Regions from separate parts of the Pan troglodytes genome. Here region 2 is linked to region 1. The links are chromatin contacts, called in public Hi-C maps. All regions are on one chromosome and are shown on one strand. The core of a region is the stretch at or near the end of the contact, and the rest is flanking DNA. Distances in the headings are between cores, read along the strand shown.

Region 1 (6,017 bases), core at 1,960-4,459:
AAACAAATGTGCCAAGTAATTGGAAGGAAGGGGTGGATGAAAGAGGCATTGTGAATGATTGATAATCCTGGCTATTATTAAAACCTGAGTGCCTATGACAAGCACTGTGCCCTCTGTCCCAGGGGAATGTGGCCAAGTTCTTGGATTTGGAAATAGTAAAAGATATGATAGTTTCAGTTTAGTGGGTGAGAGAAGCAGCTTGTGCCAGTGATTATGCATTGGAGGCGGGGGTGGGCGGTGAGGGTGAGGGCACGGGAAGAGAGAAAGGGAACATATAATGTGCATAAGAAAACACAAATCCTGCCAGGCGCAGTGGCTCACACCTGTAATCACAGCACTTTGGGGGGCCGAGGTGGATGACCTGAGGTCAGGAGTTCAAGATCAGCCTGGTCAACATGGCGAAACCCCATCTCTACTAAAAAATACAAAAAAATAGCCGGGCACAGTTGCTCACACCTGTAATCCCAGCACTTTGGGAGGCTGAGGCAGGCAGATCACTTGAGGCCAGGAGTTCGAGACCAGACTGGCCAACATAGTGAATCCCTGTATCTACTAAATATACAAGAGTTAGCTGGGTGTAGTGGCACACACCTGTAGTCCTAGCTACTGGGGAGGCTGAGGTAGAGAATTGCTTGAACCTGTGGCAGAGGTTGCAGTGAGCTGAGATTGCACCACTACACTCCAGCCTGGGCAACAGAGTGAGACTCTGTCCCAAAAAAAAAAAAAAAATGAGCTGGGTGTAATGGCGCACACCTGTAATCCCAGCTACTTGGGAGGCTGAGGTGAGAGAATCGCTTGAACTCAGGAGGCGGAGGTTGCAGTGAGCCAAGATGGCACCACTGTACTCCAGCCTGGGTGACAGAGTGAGACTCCATGTCAAAAAAAAAAAAAAAGAGAGAGAGAGAGAGAGAGAAAAGAGAAAAGAAAACACAAATCCATCCAATAAAATAGAAATTGAGGAGGCTCAATTTCAAAATACAAAGAAAGTATCATTTCCCTTTCACATTTTAACAGCATTAGAATCCTAACTTGAAAGGGCTAAGGTTAGAGTTCAGAAAATAGGGAGGATTCTCACTCTTAGGAACTGACAATAAGTGAGGCAATAGGAAAAGGAACTGGCATTGAGAAGAGAAAGTCATTTCTGGAGATGCGTCTGTGAGATTTTCTAGTAGATGGAAGGGAGACAGAACTAACATCATGGAGCTTCTACTACTCTAAGGTAAAGTACCTCATGTACAGTGCCTCATTCAAACTGCACACCATAAGGTAAGAATTGTTATTCCTATTTTGTGGCTCAACAACAACAAATGAGCCACATAGTTAGTAAGGAATAGGGCCAGCATGTGAACCCAGATCTTTCTGACCCCAAAGTGCATGTCCTTGTCAATTCATTGTGACTATGAGCAGCCATAAAGTTTCTTTTTCCAGGGATGGCAAATCTATCTGTCCAGATTCATTTATCAAACAAATCTTTATTAAGTGCCCATTATACATCAGGCCCAGAGCTAAGCTATGGGTCAGCTCTGGTTCTGATTTGGGGAGAGACATTCAGGACCCCTGGAGGCACCCCTCTTGCCAAAGAATTCAGCAACTATAGGAAACCGAGGAAGCCCCAGCCCCCTTCTCTGCTGTATTATCTGATTAATTCTCCTGGAGAAGGAGCCAGAACACAGTAGCCACTACTCTTGTGCCCAGTCTAGGGAGACCAGAAGGAGAGAATGCGTGCAGTTGAAAAGATAATTAGCAGTGGCTTAAGTCATAAAGAAGCTAATAGTTTCTTTATGGTTCTTTAATAGTGGCAGCCCAGTACAGCTTCTGTTGGAGATGATGAAAAAGTTCTAGAGACAGATGATGGTGATAGTTGCACAACATTGTTAATGTACTTAATGCCAATGAATTGTACATGTAAAAATCATTAAAATAGTAACTTTCGTGTTGTATTTTGCCACAATAAAAAAATTGAGGTACACCTAGCAAAACTCTTGAAAATAACTTTTAAACACACAGTGCAACATTGCTCCCAAAGAATTGACCTTTCAGACCATTCAGACAACTCACTTCATTTTTGTTTTTAAGCCAGCAGTACAAAAAGAAAAGAAAAGAAGCTATAGCAAAAGCTCCACTAACTGACCTGTGGAAAGAGAGTCACAAGCATGGGCGAAGTATCTCCCTTAGGGAGAACAAGAATTTGTTGTCTGTCTTGTGTCTCACCAACAAAATCCAGCATCTGATAGACAAAGAGTCACAGTGCATAAAAGAAATATCCGGTAAGATACCTAAAAATAAATGTCAATAATAAGACTGTTAAGTGGCAACAACAACAAATAGGCCCACGACTCCTCCCTATGTCTTTCCAGCCTGAGTGCCGTAATCACTATGTCATCCCGTCCTCCTCTGGCCATCAGCCTAGGCAGCTGGAAAGGTGACTTCCTGACCAGAATGAAAGAACCTAGCAGCCACGAGGAGCTGAGCCTTGTGGGGTATCTCATGACCAGGCATGGGTGACAGTGATGCTGGCTTCTGACAGGGAAGATCACCCTAGCCAGCAATGGAACTAACTGGGTCGTGGGACCAGGAAGCATCCCTCTTTCCTGGTCTGTGATTAGTGGTTCACATTGGATCTCACAGCCTCCTTGGGAGGCAGACAGTGCCTCTAGCATCATCTCCAAATTACAGATATGGGAACAGCTAGGCTTAAATAAAGAAATTCAAACTCAGATTCAGGGCACAGTGCCAATGCTTCCTCCACTGTGCCATGTTGATCCATAAAGTTGAAAGCCTCTGGCTAGGGACCATAACTGCAAACAGGAGAAAAAGAAGGAAGCTAGAAAGAAAAGGAATCACCCTGGACTCACACCGCAGGCTCCCAGTCACCTTTCGGAGACTTGGGGGAGAAATTGCAAGACCAAGTGAGGGCCAAGTAAGCTGCCCCTGTGTAATCTTATCCCGATATTCACCACCAGGTGGGGTAGTTGCTCCACATCGGTGGTCTTTCTGCGGCGCTAAGGAGGTATTTGCTAAGGGTGAGAGACCCTCAGGGCTCTAAGGGGTCTTTTTCTCTCTCCCTTGCCCGAGTGCTGCCTGCATTTGCTTAGCACGCGTCACCCTGTTTTAGATAAGGAAGGCATTGCAGAGATCATCTGGTCCCAGGCAGCTGGCAGTTCCCCCTACTCTTAAGAGCTCCAAAAATAGACTCCAGCACCTCAGTTGGCTGCTATCACAAGGCTGCCGGTGTGGTCTGTTGGCTGCCCACAGCCCTGAAACAGGAGCCGGACTAGGGCGGGTGAGCCCCAGGCGACCCTGCATTCGCCCTTGCGGAGGAAGCAGCGGTTCCTCCTGCCCTAGAGACCCTGCACAGCTGCCCCAGCACCTGCTCCCACGGCACCTGCTCCCACCCTTCTGGCCTCCTCACTGGCCATGCCGGCTCCCCTCCGTGCCCAGTGCCTGAAACCCTTGGCTTGCAAGCCCAAAGGCTGCAGCCCCTTCGTCTGCCTCTTGAGCTCCTTATTCTAAGAAGCAGCCTTGGTAGAGGTGAGCCTGGGCTCACAGAACCCCATTTAGCATCTACTCCCGCCTTCTCTTGTCCCCATGCATCTGCTCGTACTTCATTCCACCTGGCATCCTTGGAGGAATGGCTAATTAAATGGAAAAGAGCTGGCCTATTTTTTGGTGTTTTTCAGCTTAGACCTGGGGGAATTGTCACAAAATGTGGAACGAGCCCTGGGGAAACTGACAAGCTCTGGGGTTGGCTGGTTCCTCTAGGATTGGCAGGTCCTGAGTCCCACAGACTGGCTGTTCCACTTAAGGTTTCATCTCATTCTCTCGGTCGTCAAATTTGGGAATGGGGTAAAAACTGGAGGAAGGGGAAATGTCCTCCTGGGTGTTCAACCCACATTGTCCTAGAAGAGGAAATAAGCTCATTTATTTGGCCTCGTTCTTTAGTTGCAAAATCAGGATGGTAACAGATTTCAAATAACAACTGTTCTCTGGAGAAAGATGGGGATGGGGAGGTGAGGAGGTGGGATGTGGGGTGGGGCCCCGAGAGGAGCAGAGGAACAGATCCCTGTCTCAGGTCCTATTGCTTGCATTTGAACAGTGCCATCTCCTCCTAGAAAATTGCCTTTCCAAAAAGAAGCTCATTGTGTCCCTCCCTTGCGTTAGAACATCTTTGGTTCCTTATTTGTCTGCTTAACTGGTGAACTCCTTAACTGGAGCTATAATATCCCTTTAAACCATCCCACAGCTTTTCCACTAGACTCAATTACTGCCATCCTAGGCTCTGGCCACCCTTAATTTTTCACCATCCTTTCTCACCTTCTTGCTGTTTCCACACATTTCAAGTCCTCTGCCAGGAATTCCCTCCTCTGCCTAGCAAGTCCTACTCATTAATGGAGTTGCAGTGCAAATATTACCTCTCTGAAGCCTTTTTTTAACACCTCTAGGAATGAGTCACTCTCTCCACTGCATTTTCCCAGAACGTTACTCGTACCTCCATTACACCTCCTACCAAACACACTTTAATCATTTCTACATATCTCTGTTCTGTTAGAATGTGAGTTCATTGAGAAGAAGAGGTGCTCTGAAGAGGTGTAGCCCAAGTTCCCAGTGCCTTCTACTTATGAGGCCGGTGAATTTTTATTGATGGATTGCTTGATTAATTAGGACATCACTCTTGGAGTTGGAAGAAAGCTGTCATTCAGAGAACCCAGCAGGAATGACATTTAGGTAAACTGATCCTTCCCAGGTGAGGTGGACATAATATGTGGAGTCACATGGCTACAGTCACATGGGGATCTTTAACCATGCCTATTATGTAAAATCTCAGGGATGGAAGATCTGAAACTTGACCTTGGGTTGGATCACGTTGCTGAATGACATTCTGCTACAGTGAAGGAAAGTACTCCCAGCGCTCTGCTCACCTGTCCTCCAATCCCCTCCTCCACCCCATCTCACATTCCCACTTCTTCCATGAAGCCTTCCCTGAACACTTCTGCTTCTGTCTCCCAGCTGGACTACCAGGTTGCTGAAAATCCATTTCTGCGTTTTATCCTTGGTACACAGCAAAATGGCTGTGCATGGTTTGTGCTCAAAAAAATGTTTACTGCCGGGTGGGTGCAGTGGCTCACTAATCCCTGCACTTTGGGAGGCCAAGTTGGGAGGATTGCTTGAGGCTAGAAGTTCAAAATCAGCATGAGCAACATAGCAAGACCCCATATCTACCAAAACAAACAAAAAAATTAGCTGGGCATGGTGGTGCATGCCTGTAGTCTAAAGTAGCTGGGACTACAGGTGCACACCACCATGCCCAGCTAATTTTTGTATTTTTAGTAGAGACGGGGTTTCACCATGTTGGCCAGAATGGTCTCGATCTCTTGACCTTGTGATCCACCCGCCTCGGCCTCCCAAAGTGCTGGGATTACAGGCATGAGCCACTGCGCCTGGCCGTAAAGAAAAAAAAACATAAAGTTTCTTGATGCTGATGAAATTGCCTGCTTAGGAGCATAGAGATTTGCTATATATACTCTTCGCCCCTCTGGATCCACTCTCCACCCTTCTACACTGTGCTCTGTGTGCCACGAGGATGGCTTTTTTTTTTTTTTTTTTTTTTTTTTAGTGATGGGGGTCTCACTATGTTGCCCAGGCTGGTCTTGAACTCATGGGCTCAAGTGATCCTCCCGCCTTGGCCTCCCAAAGTGCTGGGACCGCAGGTGTGAGCCACTGCACCTGGCCAAGGATGGCATTTTTTGACTATGCCAACCAGACGTGGCTTCCTATTAAGTTTGGCCAATGGGAGGCACAGGAGTAAGATAAGCTGGCACTAGGATGAGGCCAGCACATTTATTCCCGTGATTTCTCCCCACTCTCCAGAGGTTGCAGTGCCTGCCATCCTCTACCAAAAGCCACAGCTTCTGTCAGGCAGGCAGCTCTCTCCTACAGCCTCATCCACGGCTATTGCTCGCTAAGATTCCAGCAACCACTCCCTTCCTTCTGCCCCATGTGGCTATCCTGGGTGTACT
Region 2 (6,017 bases), core at 1,076-3,575, 52 kb after region 1:
CCCTGTGCCTTGCTGCAACTTGGCAGCTCAGACCCACCAGTGGGGAACAGTCTGGGAGCCCTGTGGGGTGGCTCTGGAGCTGCTGATGGAAGGCACAGGAATCAGGGCTTGCTGAACTTAAGGTTCAGGCTGCTTTCCCTGCAATAGGGTCAGCCAGCAGGGAGCAGGCAGGTCTGTGATGCAAGCAGAGAAGGTGGGATTGTGCCCACTGGGGAAGGGGGCTCTTGCTCTACCAAAGAGGAGGCTGGATGCCATGGTGCAGAATCCTCTGGGGTCTTGGCTCCTACTTGTCAACCACTAATTAATTTTTAGGTTTACAATTGATGTTTTCTTATCCAAGGACATCTGGTATACAAAAGTTCCCCTAGCTTAAAATGTTTAGTATTCTCTGAATAGCTTTCCTCTGTTCCCTAAGAAAGAGGCTTCCTCAGCAGCTGTGCTGCAAAAGACCCCAAATGTATTGCACATCCGAAGAGTGGCTAAGTGGGAGGTGAAGGGTGGGTACAGGGGTCTGTTGTAGGCACTGTCCTCCTCTGGGCTCCTTTGACATTGGCCTGGTGGCTGGGATACTTCAGAATAAAGGCCTAGTGGGTCACAGGTTTAGGAGGAGTTGGGGCTGGTCCCTAGGCCACTATAGGTGGTGGGCAAACATTGTAGAAGGCCTAATGTTTGGAAAGCCAGTGTGGAATTCTCCTTTGTGCAACTGCGTCACTGAATCAATTGGGATTTTTTATTGGTGAATGGACACTTGGAAGTTTTAATATGCAAAACATAATTTACTTTTATTACTTAAATTGCTTAATGTAATTTTAATATGCAAGACTTAATTTACAAACAGCCAGGATTCCAGGTGTTTAAATCCTTGTCTCCAGGGAACACAGCTGTCCCTTTGAGGAAAACCTAATTTTTCTTCCCTGCCTGTGTGACTTTGGGACAAATCTGGGACAACAGTGAATTCTCTATTACTGTTATTACCACCCAAGTAAACTAAAAATCCGGGATGAGAAAAATCTTACAGAAAATTCTAGCTGAGGCTTCTAGCTTATAGTACAATGAATAGACCTTAATCATAGAATGTCTTTAAGAAAAACATTCAGGCCTGACTTGGTGGTTCACACCTGTCCTGTAATTCCACCACTTTGGGAGGCCGAGGCGGACAGATCTCTTGACCTCAGGAGTTTGAGACCAGCCGGGGCAACAAGGTGAGATCCTGTCTCTACAAAAAATACAAAAATTAGCCTGGTGCGGTGGTGCCCGCCTGTAGTCCCAGCTACTCGGGAGGCTGAAGCAGACAGATCGCTTGAGCCCGGGAGGTCGAGGCTGCATTGAGCTGAGATTGCGCCACTGCACTCCAGCCTGGGTGACAGAGCAAGACCCTGTCTCCAAGTAAACAAAATAAAATAAAATAAAGAAAAATATTCAAAAAGCCCTCGAGGTTTTTTTGTTTGTTTTATTTTTTGATACGGAGTCTTACTCTGTTGTCCAAGCTGGGGTGCAGTGGCACGATCTCGGCTCACGGCAACCTCTGCCTCCTGGGCTCAAGCGATCCTACCGCCTCAGCCTCCCCAGGCATGCGCCACCACACCCGGCTGAATTTTTCTTTTTTCTTTTCTTTTTTTTTTTTTTTTGAGACGGACTTTCACTCTTGTTGCCCAGGCTGGAGTGCAATTGTGCAATCTCGGCTCACCACAACCTCTGCCTCCCGGGTTCAAGCAATTCTCCTGCCTCAGCCTCCCGAGTAGCTGAGATTACAGGCATGCTCCACCATGCCCGGCTAATTTTGTATTTTTAGTAGAGACAGGGTTTCTCCATGTTGGTCAGGCTGGTCTCGAACTCCCGACCTCAGGTGATCCGCCCACCTCGGCCTCCCAATTCTTTTTCCTTTTTTTTTTTTTTTTTTTTTTTTTTTTTTTTTTTTTGGTATTTTTTACGGAGATGGGGTTTCGCCATGTTGTCCAGGCTGGTCTCGAACTTCTGGGCTTAAGCGGTCCGCCCGCCTCGGCCTCCCAAAGTCTGGGATAACAGGCTTGGCCCACCGCGCCCGGCCGAAGCCTGAACTCATGTTTATATCAGTTCAATTATTTTTGCGGAATTGAACCGAACCGAATGGAATGGGAGCTTGCAGAGAGCTTCTACTCAAAGCAGTTCCTAAGGCTGATGGGGTGGAAGGAAATAAACAGAACAGCTGTTGGAGTGTCCAAGTCGCCACGGAGGGGCAACCCGAGCTGCTCGCGCAGGCGCAGAGCCAGGCCCGCGAGGGGATGTGACGGTGGGCGGGGGAGGGGCGTTCCCTGGGCCCTGCCCCTCCCTGCCCTGCTTTAAAAGTTCCAGGTACCGCCACTGGGGGCGGCCGCGGCCTCCCCAGCGGCAACGGACACGGAGCTGCGCGGCCCTGGTTTCCAGCCGGGCCCTTTTCGCGGCCGGGCCCCAGCATGGCTGCCCCCACGGCTGAGGGCCTGGCAGCTGCTGCGCCCTCGCTTTCTTGACATTCCCTGGCTTCTGTGCTCTCTTCCCCAGGCCACCCCAGCAGACATGTTTGCCAAGGCCTTTCGGGTCAAGTCCAACACGGCCATCAAGGGGTCGGACAGGTGAGGGAGGAAAGGGGCCTGCTCTGCCACGGAACAACCAGACACCTCTTGGGCCCCGCTGGCCCATAGCCCTCGCTATTCTTGGCCGACATCCTCGGGTGGAGGCCGAGGGGTATGCCAGGGAAGGGACCCCAGGAGGCAAGGGTGGGTTAGACACATTTTGAGGTGAGGATGGAGGGGGACCTGGCTCTCTTTTGGATAGTCTAGTGAGTTTAAAAGAAAACGTAGTTAAGTCAGCGTTTACTGACTGCAGACTATTTAAGGTGTTGTGGAGAATGCAGAAGTGAAGGAATACAGAATTCTTGCCCTCCAAAGAGCTTAATGCCCCTTGGGAGAGATCGGATGGGATACCAAGAATTAAAAGTATAAGAGAAAAAAATGACTAGTGATTAATTCTGGCAGGAGAGACAGCTGGAAACAGGTGGGAGGGAATAAGGCACATGTGGTAAGAAGAACTGTATCTGTTCAGACAGGGTCACAAATGGAGATTGTGTTTGGAATTTTGTAACCAGTGCTTTATAGTTGTCTATAGGTCTCATGGCATAGTTATTTAATCATAAACTGGCATATTTGCGAAGCATGTATGAGAAAGGAGTGGGCCCAAGGGCTAGGCATGAGGTCAGGAAGGCAGGGCTGTTTCCTGTGTCAGGCTAACTTGGATTGTTCACTGGGCCTGTTTTCCCACCCATAAAATGGGAAGGCATACCCCAGGAATGAGTGAAAATAGATGACAATGGATGAAAAAGAGTTTAGGATGTTTCAGAAGAGTGTGTGTGAGACTAGGACATCATAAACCAGGCAATCTTTCTTTGGCCCTTGTGATTTTATAGTGAGCACTTTTGAGTTCGTTCTTGATATTTATTAAAAGTCTGTCCAGGCAGCATTCACAGTGCTGGTGTGCTTTCCACAGGAGAAAGCTTCGAGCTGATGTGACAACTACTTTCCCCACCCTTGGAACTGATCAAGTCTCTGAGTTAGTACCTGGAAAGGAGGAGCTCAACATTGTGAAGTTGTATGCTCACAAAGGGGATGCAGTGACTGTGTACGTGAGTGGTGGTAACCCCATCCTCTTTGAACTGGAGAAAAATCTGTATCCAACAGGTATGACAACAGGACGAAGATGGCCATTACCATTAGGTAGTTCTTGCCTAACATCTGCTTCTCTCTGTTTCTTCCATTGTCTCCCATAAAATAAGCAAGCACGAAATCTCCCAATACCATCCCCAAGGATCTTTATGGACCTGGTGTTCCTAGAATTGGGTCTTTCAATTCTAGGATGCAAAAGGTTTTCTCTTATGCAAAACCACTATAGGAGGGATTAAAAAAAGGGCTGACATAGTAAGTAAGGGTGGTTGCAAAGGGAAGTTCTGAGATGAAGGAACAGCGGCTGAGAAGTTTACAGTGGGTTGACTAGGAATAGAGCAGAGGTCTTGAAAAGGATGGAATTTCAGGGCATGTCTCCATGAGACGCCCAGGCTGGAGTGCAGTGGCGCAATCTCAGCTCACTGCAAGCTCCGCCTCCTGGGTTCACACCATTCTCTTGCCTCAGCCTCCCGAGTAGCTGGAACTACGGGCACCCGCCACCACACCTTGCTAATTTTTTGCATTTTTTAGTAGAGACGGGATTTCACCATGTTAGCCAGGATGATCTTGATCTCCTGACCTCGTGATCCGCCCGCCTCGGCCTCCCAAAGTGCTGGAATTACAGATGTGAGCCACCGCGCCTGGCCAAAAATATATATATATTTTAGAGACAAGGTCTTACTCTGTCACCCAGGCTGAAGTGCAGTGGTGTGATCGTAGCTAACTGTAATCTCAACCTCCTGTGCTTAAGGGATCCTCCCGCCTCAGCCTCCTGTGTAGCTGGGACTACAGGCATATGCCACCATGTCTGGCTACGTTTAAAATTTTTGGTAGAGACAAGGTCTCACTATGTTGCTCGGGCTGGTCTTGAACTCTTGAGCTCAAGTGATTTTGCTGCCTCAGTCTCCCGAAGTGTTGGGATTACAGGCATGAGCAGGGTGCCCAGCCTAAAAAATGTTTCTTAAAACTATCTGTAGCAGGATTTTCCTAAAATACTGAAAAGATATACTGTGATAGGAATAAAGCTGGATTGATAAGCTACATATCCAGCTGTTTTCATGGTGTACTTTAACCATAGGTCTCACAGGGATTTTTTAGGCTGTGAGTGGCTCTCTAGGATTCTTTGCCTTCTCTGTCACAAATCTCAGGGACTCAGTCTCCTTTTCTCTTTTCCATAGCTGCTGATACCTACTTTGTAACTTGGGGCTTTTCATCCTCCAGGGTTGTCTGCAATAGTGCAATGCAATATCCTTAGGCCACTCCTGCCCCTGATCTCACTTCCTTGCTGTACCTGAAGACAACCACAATGCTTTTTGACCTAGGGGTTTTTGCTGCTAATCACTATGGAAACAGAGGGGATAAAAATGATAAACATGGGAAAGTTTCCAAATTTTATACAGCTGGCTTCCTGTTCTTAGGCTACTTGCTTCTGAAGCCGTAAATAAAAGCTTCATTGGTTCTCTGCCCTTACTTTTTTGTCCACTGTGACCATTTTCTGCTGCTGCAATCCGGATGCCTCCAAATCTCAAGTGACACTCAGTTTCTTAGGTTTTTTCCTTCCTCAAAAATGAAACCTCTCTGGGCATCCCCTTACAACCTTCTCTTTAGCTTTGAGTTGAGTTTCTTTCCTGTATTCTAATTAAAGTGACCATAGTGTTAGGTTTTTCCATTTCTCTAGAAGATTGGCTTTTTGGTAGTAGTGTTTTCTGGATCTCTTTTTGTACAGTGTACACGCTGTGGTCCTATCCTGATCTTCTGCCAACCTTTACAACATGGCCTCTGGTGCTCGAGAAACTGGTAGGGGGAGCAGGTAAGAGGATTCTCCTATATTCTGGCTATTGGCTGAAACCTACTTAGCAAAAGCCAACTGATGTAATAAACTTACCCATTTCCTGTGTTTTTGTGGTTGAAAAATGGAATTTTTCCCCTATGTGTTTTATGTTTCTCACTTGGCTGGTTCCACACAAGATCTCTGGGCCCCTCTGGCCCTGTTGTAAGGCTTAAATAAGTGTTGTGAAAGTATTTTGTGAACCACCATGTGCTATACTGTAAATCAATAAGCTGAATTTAGGAAACTAGGACAAGACAGATCATGTTATAGGCTACTCAAACTTTTTCTTTTTTTATTTTTTGAGATGGAGTCTCACTCTGTTGCTCAGGCTGGAGTGCAGTGGCATGATCTCGGCTCACTACAACCTCTGCCTCCCAGGTTCAAGTGATTCTCCTGCCTCAGCCTCCTGAGTAACTGGAATTACAGGTGTGCACCACCACGCCTGGCTAATTTTTGTATTTTTAGTAGAGACAGGGTTTCACCATGTTGGCCAGGCTGGTCTCGAACTTCTGACC

What was found. Hi-C and Micro-C count contacts between places; a contact is called where the count stands out from the background.
Region 2: a contact with region 1 is called in a Hi-C map of blood, with 4 times the contacts expected there. The contact joins the promoter of EIF2D here to the enhancer-like site in region 1. A contact is called at or near these places in 2 of 7 Hi-C or Micro-C datasets (blood and stem cell-derived neural progenitor cells) and 1 of 1 other capture datasets (stem cell-derived neural stem cells).

Annotation. Positions count from the first base shown.
Region 1 is chr1:42,419,917-42,425,933 of NHGRI_mPanTro3-v2.0_pri, forward strand. No RefSeq gene overlaps it. Among named protein-coding and RNA genes, the nearest start is that of MAPKAPK2, 21 kb to the left of the region's middle. Within about 2 kb of position 3,210, at least 7 of the 24 cell types and tissues checked have an H3K27ac peak or open chromatin away from gene starts, as enhancers often do. A contact at or near this core is called in stem cell-derived neural stem cells, where this site is marked.
Region 2 is chr1:42,472,419-42,478,435 of NHGRI_mPanTro3-v2.0_pri, forward strand. It overlaps EIF2D (eukaryotic translation initiation factor 2D), which reads left to right and starts at 2,326. Exons shown (of 15, transcript NM_001202487.1): 1 at 2,326-2,588; 2 at 3,499-3,689; 3 at 5,398-5,481. The coding sequence starts at 2,533.